2 separate regions of the Sus scrofa genome follow, and region 2 is linked to region 1. A link is a contact called in public Hi-C data. All regions are on one chromosome and are shown on one strand. Each heading gives the region's core, a stretch centred on a gene start, on an enhancer-like site or on the middle of the called end of the contact. The rest is flanking DNA. Distances are from core to core; before and after follow the strand shown. Region 1 has its middle 210 kb from the start of FGGY. Region 2 has its middle 100 kb from the start of JUN.

Region 1 (3,866 bases), core at 37-2,536:
CTCAGTCAGCTCTGCCCAGCGGCTGGCTGTTTCCACACCAAGGAAGCCTTCTAGCTCTTTCTTGGCACCAATCACTGTGGCTGAATGTACAAGGGCAGGGGAGGGGAGGATGAGGTCAGAGAGATAGCAAGGCCAGGTCTTGTAGAATCTTGTAAGCCATGTCAGAACCTGGGGTTTTGCTCTGGGGGTGATGTGTTTGCCAGAACACTAGGAGGGAAGGCACAGAAGAGGGTGCCCTGTGTTTGCTCCCAACCCTTCTTGATTGACCTGTCCCTGTCCCCTCCCTAATACGTCCTCTGCAGGTAGGTAAAGAAATTGGGAACTTTCTAAAGTGACATCTACTAAAGCTCCAACACTCTTGGTCCTTTGGAGAAACCCCTCCATAAATGGGGCATGATGGAGAGAGAGGGGGTAAACCTTCTGTTTCTTTCATACCTAATAACACCCAATTTAACCCATTCTCTCCCTCCAAGGTGATCTTTGTGGGAGGGCTTCAGGGTAAGGGAGGAGATGCCCCAGAACCTGGTCCTGGGCCTGCCCCTGTCTGGCTGTGACCCCTGGGGTAAGTCGATGGGTGGGGGAGGGGAGAGGAGTGGCTGGAGGCAGCTCAGACTTCACTGTCTCTAAAATTCCTGCTCTAGGAGTTCCCATCCTGGCTCAGTGGATATGGATCTGATAAGTATCCATGAGGACACAGATTCAATCCCTGGCCTCGTTCAGTGGGTTAAGAATCTGGTGTTGCCCTGAGCTGTGGTAAAGGTCGCAGACCCAGCTTGGATCCCGCGTTGCTGTGGCTGTGACATAGGAAGGCGGCTACAGCTCTGATTCAACCCCTAGCCTGGGACCCTCCATATGCCCTGAGTGCGGTCCTAAACACACACACACACACACACACACACACACACACACACACACACACACACAAAATAAAAAACTTCCTGCTCTAACAGACCTTGAAGCCCCCTCATTCTTTTCCTTCTCACAGGTTCTCCCTCCACCTTCAGACTGAAATGTGTACACTGCTGAAAACAAGGAGGAGGAGGTTCCAGGGGAGAGGGACTCAAGGCTGGATGAGTGAAGGGCAGGGTCTGGCTGGTCCACCAGTACCAAGGCTGGGCAGCCAGAGCATGGGGTCCCTCTCAGTGACTCAGGGAAAGTACTAGCTCTGTGCAGAGGGGGCTCTGACAGGCTAAACCCAAACCAGATGTGTGCCCGAGAGAGGAGGGCCTATTACAGAGTGTTGTGAAATGGCCCAAGGGAGGTAAATAAGCAAAAACAGGCCAGTTGCCTAGCAGCACATACAACAAAACAAGCCCCAGTTCAACGTGCATTGGCTGCGGCGGGACTGCTCTCTGCAGTGGGGAAGAAAGGTTAGGGAGGGTTGGCTGATGAGGACCCAAGGGGCTTGCTCCCCAGCGGCCGGCCCCATTCTTGACAGACAGCCCCTGCTCTCTGTGGTGGCAGGGCCTGCCGTTGGCCTTGGGGGCTTTGCACCCAGCCAGCCCCACAGGGTAGGGGAGTTGGGATGAGGGAGAGACTGTGCCCACTGCTGAGCGCTGTGCTCTGGTGGGTCCACCAGGATGGGGAGGAGGGGGGTGTGTGTGGCTACAAAGATCTGTTAAAGGTGTGCCATGTGTGCGATACCTGTGCTAATTTACACATAACATTCATCCCTTCAGACACCAGGTGTTTCTTGAGTACCAGCTTTGTCCCAGGCACCCCGGGGATAGGTAGAAAGGAACACAGAGACACACTCTTTGCTCTCCGCCTATGGGAGGAGACAGACGTTGAACAAGGAATCACATAATCTTCCTTGTGGAAGAACAGCATGACACTGTGAAAGGGGCTGGATGTAAACAGAGCATTCAGGGAAGGCCTCTCTTAGGAAGGCAAGTTGAGACTTAAAGGATAAAGAGGTGTTAGCGGGTGAAGAGAGGGAAAAGGGAGTCCCAGGGGGCTGGAACAGCAGTTGAGAGGTCCCTGAGGCAGGAAAGAGCCTCTGCTTGGGAGGCAATGACAGAAGGGAGTTTGGGGTTGCAGAAGAGTTTGGAAAGGGGGGTCAGTGAGTGGAGAAGTAGGCAGGGGCCAGATCACCAAGGCCCTTACATGACAGAAATGGGGGTTTATCCTAGCAACAATGAGAAATTTTTGGTGTTAATTTATTGCTAATATTGGGGGAGTGCCAGGAGCTCTAATGATCAGAGTCATGTTTTAAAAAGATGACTCCTGGGTACAACATGGCAATTTTGCAATGGAACAAGGGAGGGGATGAGAAGGCTGGTTAGGAAGCTCCTGGGATAATCCCAGAGAAAACGACAATGGCTTGGATTGAGTGGGGGATGGGGGAGACCTTCAAGGTATGTTTTCTATTGAGTCTAATGTTACAAGTCAGGTACAATTATCCTATTCACAAAAGGTTGAGTAACTCGCCCAAGTCATGCAGCTCCCTTGGAGGATAAATTCATGAAGGACTAGAACCCAGACCTTCCTGACGCCTCAGCCCTTGCTCTGTTTATAACCCTGCACCACCAAGGCTGGTGTTCTCTAATGATCTGCCAAGGATGCAGTGCTGAAGATGGCTAGCTCTAGGAAAGTGATAGGGATAGAGTCACAACAGCAAGGGAGGGCACTGTGTGTGGTGGGTTTGGGAGAGAAGAGGAGGAGGAGGAGAGGGCAGCAGGCAGACCTGCTTGCACAGCTTCCCAGTGCTCTGCCTGCTGCTGTCTGGCAGCTTTGTAAGGCATCTCTGGCTACTGTCATAATTAGCCCTTCCAAGGCCAGGGCTTGCTTATCCCCAGCAATAATGGAGACACACTCCCCTTGCACGGGGGAGGGCTGAGGCAGCTTCCACAGTCAGCAACAAGCTGGTCTGAGAGTCAGTAACCTGGAGACACCAGGCAGTGGTTACTGCATGGTCCAGCCTTGGACCCCAGCTCTACCTATGATCTTGGGTTAGTTTATGGACTTCTCCATTTTCAGTTTGCTAATCTTCAAGATGGATATAGTAATACCTGCGCCATGGGGTTACCATGTTTAAGGAAATATTGATGCGTAACTTAATGTCTACCACAGAAGCAGCACTCAATAGCGTGTCCATTTTTGTCATGGCAGCTGAAGACCCTTGTCAGTATGAAGCAAGGAGGTCTAGACTTCACTTCCATAGTGGACGTCTCCCACTCCTGGCAGGTTTTGCTGTTTGGAAGAGCACTAGTCTGGGAGTTTGGAGACCTGAGATCTTCTGGCTCTGCTTCTGACTTGCTGTGTGACTTTGGGTAAGATTCTTCCCTCTCTGAGCTTTATGCACACTCATCTATGAAATAAAGAGTTTGTACAGATGGGATTATAACCAAGGGCATAGAAAGAAAACCCTGTGCTTTACTTGGGGCTGCTCTGTTGATGAGGGAATGGAGGAGCAAGAGACAGAAGGTAATCTTCATTTAATGTGGATTTTTTTCCCCCATAACACTCTTTAACAGCCCCAAAGAGTCTGCAAATTGGGCAAATATTCCCTACACAGTGGAGGTTGCTTCTAGCCCCACAGATGGGTTGTCTGGTCTCCTGTTCCATTTCCTAGTTTTTTTACTCAGAGGTAGTTCATCATCTACAGGCTCGTAGACTCTTTTTGAAGCTTGCAAAACTCCTGTGAGCTTTATCAGTATTGGAGAAAGAAATAACAAATAAGCACAAGGGGAGTGCTAGAATGAACCCTGTGGTACTGGTTTGGACTCAGAGACATCAGCATAAACCCTCATTTAGTTTCATGAATGTACACAGGGGTGGAGATGTGTGCACACTAGGTTCGTAGAAATACATGCTTTTCCCAGCTCTGTCCACTGAGAGGGCCTAGAAGCAATGATGCTCCAAGA
Region 2 (3,422 bases), core at 78-2,577, 160 kb before region 1:
CACTTTGAGAGTAATCTGAGAAATTTCAAACTCACACATGGTGCAGAAAAGATAATGTGTATATTGGGGTGGGTTGAAGTGGCTGGAGTGTCCAGCAGTCTAAAGCCAGAACTAGAGCAAATCTCCCGTAAAGCATTTGGCTGGTCCCTGGAAGCATCTTTATCCACCAGAGCCCAATCCTGCACTTAGGCCTTTACTTGTATCTGTGTTTCTTTCACTGTACCCTCTCAAGACTGTTGGTGAGTACTTACTGAATAAATGCTTGAATGGGAGAGCAAGGGCAGGCAGAGATCATCACAAATGCTGAACCCTCCCTTTGTGCCAGTGAAATACTGATGCCAGTGAAATTTTGATGCTTTCTTTTTTCATCCTCTCAACGTCATGATGAAGTAAGCACTCCGATTGCTCCAGGTTTCAGAGAGAAACTGAGGCTTTAAAATGTTGGGTCTTAGGAGTTCTCATCTTGGCTCAGCAGAAACGAATCTGGCTAGTATCCATGAGGATGTGAGTTCCATCCCTGGCCCTGCTCAGGGGGTTAAAGATCCCGCGTTACTGTGAGCTGTGGTGCAGGTTGCAGACTCGGCTCAGGTTTGGTGTTGCTGTGGCTGTGGCATAGGCCAGCGGCTACAGCTCCAATTCGACCCCTATCCTGGGAGCCTCCATATGCCGTGGGTGTGGCCCTAAAAAGACAAAAAAAAAAAAAAAAAAAAAAAGTGGGGTCTTGGCCTGAAGTCACAAAGGTGCTAAGTGGCTTTGAATCCGGCCTATATTTCAGCTTGATTACCCATTTTTTTTTTTTTTTTTTTTTTTTTTTTTTTTTTTTTTTTTTTTTTTTTTTTTGGCCTGCATTGATTCCAGTTGATCAGCCCCCCCCCCCCCCTCCAGCCTTCTGCACCCACCCAGCTATCACCGTCTTCCCAACAACGCCCCTTGGAATTACCCCCACCATTACTTTAATGTGCATGTATGCATGAATAAATCATGGCTCCCAAACTCTGGGAAGTGAACCCACACAAGACCACAGCAGTGTTCCCTCCTGGCCAGGGATGTTTTCCGATCACTTACTGCTCTAACTGTATATGAAATATCCCTCTGTCCATTGTTCCCCTGGCAGAGTCAGAGAGTATCCCCCTGGAGGATCCAAAGACGAAGGCTGATAGTTGAGGGTGTAGATTAGCCCCTAGTCTGAGAGCTACTGGCTGCAAGAATCCCTGGTGAATCCCAGCATAACACCAATGGGAGAAGTCTTGAGACATCAGGCCAAGTAGAAGAGAGGGCAATAGACAGGAACTTGGGACCTGAGAGAGTCGTGAGTCAGCAGCGTATGGTGGCTGCCAAAAGAAAGAATGTAAACTCTGGTTGTATCACTAGGAGGGTAGTGTCAAATAACAAGGTGACATTGCACTTCCTCCTTGGTCAGCCTGGAGCTGGACTGCAAGGTTAAGGTCTGGTTCCACATTTTTAGATTATCATAGTCAAACTGGAACTTGTTCAAAAGCACGCAGAACCAGGACACAAAAGGGAATGGCGTTGTCATCCTGGTAAGCGGAAGGACCTCATTTCTTTTCCGGAGGAAGAGAAGAGGTGAGGAAGTTGGGAGAGTAGGCCTACCAGCCCCCTCTGCTACATGCCACGCTCGGGCTAGATGCTTTTTTCTAGAGGTTTTCTAGTAGATTTCTTCTGCCTGACCCACCGCGGAAAAGGGGACTCAAGCAAAGATATAATAGGAAGCTACATTTGGACTCATGCTCGATGGTCTTTCTACCAGTAAAAAAGAAGGAAGTAATTTTGAAGAGCAAAAGAAACATCCCATCTTTCTTTGTGTGACCTCTTGCGAGTTACCCAGCTTTCAGAGCCCCAGTTTCCCATCTGAAGGATGCCCATGGGGTCCATGAGGATCCAATAGCCTGCGGGCTATGGGAGCAGTGCAGTGGGATGGTCACACACATGGCCCCAGGACTCAGACTGCTGGGACTTGAACCTCAGTGCAGGGTGACCTTTGATTTATTTTGCCTTTTCAGTACTTCAGTTTCCTCCTCTGCAAAATGGGGTTAATATGTATAAGGCACTCAGAACTGTATCTGTCAATAAAGTTAGCCACCATCATCCTCACCCTCACTCTGTATGAAAGTGACTGTCATAGGAGTTCCCGTCGTGGCGCAGTGGTTAACGAATCCGACTAGGAACCATGAGGTTGCGGGTTCGATCCCTGCCCTTGCTCAGTGGGTTAACGATCCGGCGTTGCCGTGAGCTGTGGTGTAGGGTGCAGACTCGGCTCGATCCCGCGTTGCTGTGGCTCTGGCGTAGGCCGGTGGCTACAGCTCCGATTGGACCCCTAGCCTGGGAACCTCCATATGCCGCGGGAGCGGCCCAAGAAATAGCAACAACAACCAAAAAAAAGACAAAAAAAAAAAAAAAAAAGAAAGTGACTGTCATAATATTTAGGATATATGGAATGCTTCCTCTTTCTCTCCTTCCCCTTCCCTCTTCCACCAGAGAACTCTTTCAGGGTGTCTCTGGGGGTACAGAGTCTTTTCATTTCTAGACTTCTGGAGAATGTTTCCAAACAGTGCAACATCTGTTTGTATAGATTCAAAAGCAGCTACCTACCTCGATCTAAATACTGTCTTCGTGAAGAGGCAGAGGAAAAAGAAAGCCAACCCCCGACTATTAGAAGTTTCCCGTTCTTGGAGTTCCCATTGTGGCTCAGTGGTAATGAACCTGATTCATGAGGATGTGGATTCGATCCCTGGCCTCCCTCAGTGAGTTAAGGATCCGGCATGGCCATGAGCTGTGATGTAGGTTGCAGACGTGGCTCGGATCTGTCATTGCTGTGGCTGTGGTGTAGGCTGGCAGCTTCAGCTCCTTTTGATCCCTCGCCTGAGAACTTCCACATGCTGCAAGTGCAATCCTTAAAAAAAAGAAAAAGAAAAAGAAAAGAAGGAAGTTTCCCATTCTTAGGGTATTTTACAGATCTCCTGCCTTCATTACTTCACTCAGTGCATAACTTGGTAGGTAGAAAGAAGTGATGAGGAAAGCAAGGCTCAGAGAGGTTCTCTGACTCACCCAGGACCACAAAAACCTGAGTAGGTGAGGCAGGACTTGAATTCAAGGCTTTCTGATTCTAAATGGCAGCATGTTTATCAAGCATTGCCCAGTCCCTGGCCCCTGGCCCCACACATCCTCCCAGCCTGGGTATTCTGCTTCAGGGTGCGTGAGAAGGTCACCCCGCCAGGCTCCAAACCTTGAAACCAAATCCCTGTAGTGTTGGAGAGGACGGAAGAGGAGGGATGAGTCTAGAACCTCGGATGTCTCTGCCCGGAGCCTGAGTCCTTAAAACTGGAGACCTGACCTGGGCTGCCCTCTGTTTTCAGGTGGCTGAGGTGGCTGAGACCAGTACTAAACAACTAATGCTGGAGTTC

The links. Hi-C and Micro-C count contacts between places; a contact is called where the count stands out from the background.
Region 2: a Hi-C map of alveolar macrophages shows a contact between it and region 1, with 1.7 times the contacts expected there. The contact joins two enhancer-like sites. A contact is called at or near these places in 2 of 47 Hi-C or Micro-C datasets (alveolar macrophages and liver) and 1 of 2 datasets of contacts at active chromatin or transcription factors (skeletal muscle).

Annotation. Positions count from the first base shown.
Region 1 is chr6:153,424,406-153,428,271 of Sscrofa11.1, reverse strand. No RefSeq gene overlaps it. Among named protein-coding and RNA genes, the nearest start is that of FGGY, 210 kb to the right of the region's middle. Within about 2 kb of position 1,286, at least 28 of the 83 cell types and tissues checked have an H3K27ac peak or open chromatin away from gene starts, as enhancers often do. A contact at or near this core is called in alveolar macrophages, where this site is marked.
Region 2 is chr6:153,580,871-153,584,292 of Sscrofa11.1, reverse strand. No RefSeq gene overlaps it. Among named protein-coding and RNA genes, the nearest start is that of JUN, 100 kb to the left of the region's middle. Within about 2 kb of position 1,327, at least 16 of the 83 cell types and tissues checked have an H3K27ac peak or open chromatin away from gene starts, as enhancers often do. A contact at or near this core is called in alveolar macrophages, where this site is marked.